2 separate regions of the Mus musculus genome follow, and region 2 is linked to region 1. The links are chromatin contacts, called in public promoter capture Hi-C maps. All regions are on one chromosome and are shown on one strand. The core of a region is the stretch at or near the end of the contact, and the rest is flanking DNA. Distances in the headings are between cores, read along the strand shown.

Region 1 (3,207 bases), core at 509-3,008:
TTTGTTTGCGTCTTCTTGATAAAGGTCAACTTAATTCTATTTGTTGTAGAGATTAAGTGGGAACTATTGCGTTTAAAAGTATGCTAATAGAAGAACAATTTCTAACTATCCTGCATCCTCCGGAGTGTCCTCTGGTAATTATTAGTGGCATGCTTCTAGGCCTTGCACCTAGCGAGAGCACCGGTACTATGAGGGTATTAAAACAGTTCCTGCCTTCAGGGAGCTTTTATGACGTAGCTGGAGAGAAGATACACAAGGAACACCTAAGCACACAGATTGTGTGTGCCCAGAAAGAGAACCAGACAATAGTGTGTGAGAAAGACCAGGCACTCATGCAGTTAACCAGTGGGGGCAGGGGGGCGGGTATGGGGCATAGGGCATGAACAAATTGATCTTGGAAGATTAGACCACATAGAGAGTAAAAAGAGAGAGAATTCCTTGCTGAAGTGAGCAGCTGGGCAAAGGTGTAAAATTCTGAAGTCATGACCTGAAATGTGTTCCTTCATAGAACACTTTGTCTTAATGATCTCAAATTGTGACTCCCTAAATTTAATTTCTGAGGTTCTAGGATTCAAGGCATGAGGTGCAGCTCCCATAAGCCAGCTAATGGCGTTTCCAGATAGATCCCCGAGCCAATGAAATACCCACTGAGTGGCATCCCAAGGACACAAGGTCAAATCCTGAATGGTATTTTAGGGGAATTCTAAAATAAGTTCCCCTGGGGTCGGGGAAGAAACCCCATGAGCACAATATCGTTCTCTCTCTCTCTGTCCTCGACCCTGAGATCTGCCTGCCTCTGCCTACTAAGTGCTGGGACTAAAAGCATGTGCCACCTCTGCCTCCCGGAGAGAGATAACTATTTAAAGATTTATGTGCTGGACCACCGCATATGTATTATACGTCGTTTGCCACTGTAATTCTTAGAATAGACTGGTCTGTTAGCTCCATTTTACTATTGGGTAAACGGAGGCACAAGGAGGGCACTTAACTTGCTATTCGTGGAATCAGATTCAGACAGTCTGGATTCGGAGTCAGGGCTCTAGTGAACAGAAGCTAAGGAACGGTAAAAAACAAAACAAAACAAAACAATAGGTGCTCACACGCCACCCCTCATAAAGTCTGGGCTTTTATAGGAATTGATGCGAACGCTGGCCTCACAACAGCATCCTTCTGTAAGACTTGAAAGGCCTTCTTCAGCAAAGCTCCGATTAAAAGCTGAAACAAACAAAAAGAGTTTTAGAACAACGTCCTTGCTTGTTTTTTTTTTTTCCTTCCAGTTACAAAATAGAGTTTAAAACAAAGGCGACCTCCAAACCCAAGTCTACAGAAGTGGTGTTCTGAGTACCGAGTGGACATTAGCTTGGGATGAAGAAACCCAGAGCCAAGGGAGAGGACTTGGAGCGTGGACACGTGAGGAAGGGGTTAAGTTTCAGAAAGTTGTCCCGGGAGCCCAAAGCCACGGCGCCCGCGGACCGGCCCTCGGGGCTGGCTGTAACAAGATGCTCGGCCCTCACCCGCCACCGCTGCCGGAGATGGAGCCGAGCCAATCGGCGCCGAGGGGACCGCGGTGCCGCAGGACCGAAAAAGGGGGCGCGGAGCCGGGGCGGGGCCGGGGCGGGGCGCAGGCGGCCCCGGCGCCTGACAGGAGCTGATCGCCGCGAGCCGGCGGAGGCGGCGGCGGGCGGGCGGGCGAGCAGGCGGGGTGTCGGGGCCGGGAGTGACGTAGCGTGGCCGGGGCGTTATCAGCTGCGGGGCGGCAGACGGGAGCAGCGCGGGATGCGAGTGCGGGCGGCATGAGCTCGCGGCCGGGGCCCTAGCGTGTGCTGCTGCTCCCGGGCTGGCGGGGCCTCGGGGGGTCATGAAGCCGGACGCAGCGCGCGAGCCGGAGCCGCTGAGCCCCGGCCGGGGCGCGGAGGCCGAGGGGCGCTGGCGCGAGAGGGGCGAGGCGGACACGGAGCGGCAGCGTACCCGCGAGCGCCAGGAGGCCACGCTGGCGGGGCTGGCGGAGCTGGGGTACCTGCGGCAACGCCAAGAGCTGCTGGTGCGCGGTGCGCTGCGCTGCTCCGGGACCGTGGGGACCGTCGCGCCGCGCTCCGGGGAGCTGCGGGGAGACGCGGCGCAGCGCAGCCGCCTGGAGGAGAAGTTCCTGGAAGAGAACATCTTGCTGCTGCGAAGGCAGTTGGTAGGTGGTGGCCGGTGGCCTGTCTGGAGGGTGGGCTGATGGCCTCTGGCTGTGGGATCCCTGGCCGCGACGTGACCCCCACCTCGATTTTCCCTGAGCCCGTGGTGTCTCGGATGCCCGCTGCCCATGACTTCCACGCGTTGCTGGCGGATGCCTGCTTTGTGTCACCTGAGGAGCTGGCGGATTGCGGGGAGGGGTGGCTGCTCATCTATCCTGCATTTGGAATTCTTGGAGTCCCTTGGTTCCAGCCTTAAAGTTAGGCTACTGCATGCCCCCTTCCTCCGAGGTTTGCAACCCCCACTTAAAATGCCATTTCACCTTATGGTCTCCCTGGTTATCCCTCCCCGGGAAGGAGGGGGGGGGGTGCGCACAAAAGCGAGGAAGAGGCTTGTTGCTTGCCTAACTGTCCAACATTGAGTTTTACGGTTACGGCGAAGCTCCTGCTGGGAGCCGTGCCCTACCCGGTGCTTTCTCTCCTGCAAGTCTCTTTTGCCTGGGCTGGTGCTTAGTTTTAAATAGAAGTCCTTTGTATAAGGCAGCTAAAACTAGATGCAAATACTGGCAATTTGGCCGGAGACCCTGCCCCCTCCTCTTTTATCCGGTCCGCCAGCTGTGCTTGGTGGTGGAGGTGGGAGAAGAGAGAACCTGCTCGCTGGGAGTATTTATCTTATTGGATTTCTGTCACTGTCTCAGTCGTTCTGTGCAGTCTTCATTAGCAAGGAAGAAAAAGAACTTTGGACCTTCATGTGTTGAGAACAGCTTTTGATGCTGCCTCAAAATAATGGCGGCAGCTTTGTTTCAGTGACCTCAAAATGTAGTTTTGGAAACAGCAAAAAGATTATTATCCCAGCGTGTTGTATTAGACTACTTAAGCTATATAATGGCCCCCTGAAAGTGATGTTGTGGGTTGTCACGTGTTTTCTTGTATTACGGTTTTCTAGATTTTTTGTGTAGTTACAGAGCATCAAAGTGCTTTTATTTAATTCATTTTTTTCTGATGAAATTCAATTTTTGGCACACAAGCA
Region 2 (2,990 bases), core at 332-2,831, 1.2 Mb after region 1:
TTTTAAGGTTAGAAACTTTTATATGTGTTGAGAAGCTCAAAAAGTTGTAATTCTATTTTGAAAGTTGAAGGTAAGATAGATAGTCCAGTAAAGCCGGGCATGGTGGCACATGCCTTTAATCCCAGCACTCAGAAGGCAGAGGCAAGCTGATTTCTGAGTTCAAGGCCAGCCTGGTCTACAAAGTGAATTCCAGGACAGCCAAGGCTATACAGAGAAACCCTGTCTCAGAAGAAAAAAAAAAAAAGTAATCCAGCAAGTGAAGAGAGTCAGCATAGTTATAATATTCTGTGAAGGTTACCTATAAAAAGGCAGTATTCCTTTCATGTAGAATCATTTCAAATAAGAATGGAAAAATACCTGCGAGCCATGCTTAAGGCCTAAGTATTTATGACCTCACACCTTTCTTAAGTATTTGTAAACCTGAAAGTATTTGGGACTCTCCAAACAAGACTATAAACATATTTTTCAAAACACTGTTTTTACTTTATCAGTTGTAATCCGATCCAAATTCAGGAACCTTCTGATATCACTCAACTTCCTTAGCAGAGCTTCCTACATAACCTCAGACATCACCAACACTGTATACGTAACATGCAAAGTGGAAGTCCCCACACTTTGATGTGTCTTACGCTGTCATTGAGCACATCTATCAGTCCCTCTATTTTATATTAAAATCACTTGTAGCCCGGCGTGGTGGCACACGCCTTTAATCCCAGCACGCGGGAGGCAGAGGCAGGCGGATTTCTGAGTTCGAGGTCAACCTGGTCTACAGAGTGAGTTCCAGGATAGCCAGGGCTACACAGAGAAACCCTGTCTCGAAAAACCAAAAAAAAAAAAAAAAAAAAAAAAATCACTTGTAGACTCCAACTCTGCTTCATACAGGCTCGCCCTGGAATTTTTTTCCTGTGGCAAATTCAAGAATCCCAACTTCACTTGAATGGAGATCTCTTGAAAAAAAAAAAATCCAGTTGCTAGGGTGACTATCTACAACCTGTGTCCCTGGGCCCTGGCTCGCTGCCACAGACAGGTTCATTATTTTACATGGATATAGTTTATAATGTGCCCAAAGTACTATAATACTAAGAGCAAAAATATAAATATAACAGGCACATGTTACCATTTAAAAACATTCCCATCCCTGAGGCTGTTTGAATGGCCTTAGTTCTGTAGTCATTAATGGAGGTATCCGAACCCTGGGGGATTGGACTTTTATTGCACTTCTGAGTCACGGGTCTGCCAATCTTGGAAAGCCTAGGCTCCCCAAGAGACAGTCAAGTCATCCAGCTCTCCAGCCTCGAGGTTGCCAAACGATGGACTCGTCACCAAGGCAACCACGTTCCTTCGTCTGGGCGTGGCCCGGGTGAGAGTTCAGAGGTGGTGCTTAGGCCGCTCAAGAACCAGAGCACCAGTGCGGAAGAAGTCTGGGCGTCTCCCACAACACTAGCCCGCCCGGCCCTGCGCGGAGGAAACCCCGCCTACCCTGCGCTGCTGTGCCGCACACATGAATCCGCCTCCGGCAGAACCAGGCGGCAGGGGGCGGGACGAGACGCACAGCCCCGCCTCCGAGCGCGCGTGCGCACTGACCCCTGGGAGGCACGAGCGCAGTTGATCTTAGCCATGGGAACGGGAGCGGTCCTGGAGGCCTCCGGTCAGCTGCTGGCGGGGCCCGCATCCATCCTCGGGCAGGAGTTCCCAACCGACTTCAGCTGGGGAGATGTGGTCCCAGGACGCCCTCGCGTCGCCTCTCCCCTGCGGTGACTCCAGGTATGTCCGTCCCCAACACACCTGAGACTTCGTTGCTGCCTTAGTTTCCACCCCTGGGTACTACTGGGTTCCTTCACCTTTTAATACCTCAAGAAACATCTTTCGCTCTCCATGAAACAGCTTTTAAATGCAATTATTGCTCTTTTTAATGTACTGAGCAAATTGAGTTGATCGAGGTAGTGATCCAGTTTGGCTTTAATGTGACTGAGAATACTTTTGCAGCCCGTGGAGTTACGTTTTATTTCTGAGAGGCCTCTGTGAAATGGAGAATGGCCCTTTGGCCCTGCTGAGGGATGGCCATGTTACTCTAATCAAGTTCATGGCCTATGCCCCTTAGGTAAGATCACTCTTTCTTGGTTTATCTCTGTCTCAAGCCCTCCTGACCAAAATTTGTTCATTCTTGGCCTCCTGGATATGTATAGCGCGTTTCTCAGGTTTCTCTGTCTCTATATAATCCTTTGCGTGTCAAAGACCAGAATTTTTAAAAATGAATCCCATTCGTTATTTATTAGACCTCTGAATTGTATGCTCTCTTATTCTCATGTTCCCCTTATTCATTTTTTCCACTATGGTTCTATTTTTTTTTCATTAAATCCCTGAGTTTAGAGAGAGAGCATTCATATTATTTTATATCTGCTTCCATTCACACCCAATCACCCATAATTTCTCACAGCATCCAGTACAGATATTGCCATTTTAGTGATTTAACTGCCTGGATCCCAGGCTAGCTACAGGTTATGCCTTTCCTACCTTTAGGAAATGCCTATTGGTTATTAACTGCTGTGGAAAATCCCGGGCAGGGGACCTTTGCATCCTCCTCTGTGAGAGCTTTCCTGAGGTACATACAATTCATTTTCTGGAAGTATACAGCTTACTGGTTTTGAGCATCTCAACAGGTTTGCACAATCATCTCTACAAGTTGGTTTCGGAGCAATTTGATTACCTCCAAAAGAAATCTTTTCTATTTAGCTGCTTTTTCTCTCTCCTCCCCAATATTCCTGCTATTAGTTGTAGGCAATCACTAATCTTTAGTCTCAACAAAATTATTTCAGATACTCGATATAAACACAACCTTAAAACATGTGATCTGTGTGCGTGCATCTAGCGAATTTTATGTTGCAGCTTGTATTATTCATTATTGTTTATTAGTATATTAGGCAGATATGCCCTGTATTATTTAGCCATTAGCCATTGGCAAAAAGAGTTTGCCAGTACTAATAATGCCG

What was found. Promoter capture Hi-C pulls out the DNA fragments that hold promoters and counts their contacts.
Region 2: a promoter capture Hi-C map of liver shows a contact between it and region 1, with 2.4 times the contacts expected there. The contact joins the promoter of Pcnx4 here to the promoter of Dact1 in region 1. A contact is called at or near these places in 2 of 39 promoter capture datasets (hippocampal neurons and liver) and 1 of 115 datasets of contacts at active chromatin or transcription factors (embryonic stem cells).

Annotation. Positions count from the first base shown.
Region 1 is chr12:71,308,126-71,311,332 of GRCm38.p6, forward strand. Dact1 (dishevelled-binding antagonist of beta-catenin 1) reads left to right here and starts at 1,759. Exons shown (of 4, transcript NM_021532.4): 1 at 1,759-2,182. The coding sequence starts at 1,859. It also overlaps a transcript of 2700049A03Rik not described here.
Region 2 is chr12:72,534,776-72,537,765 of GRCm38.p6, forward strand. It overlaps Pcnx4 (pecanex homolog 4), which reads left to right and starts at 1,582. Exons shown (of 11, transcript NM_026327.3): 1 at 1,582-1,764.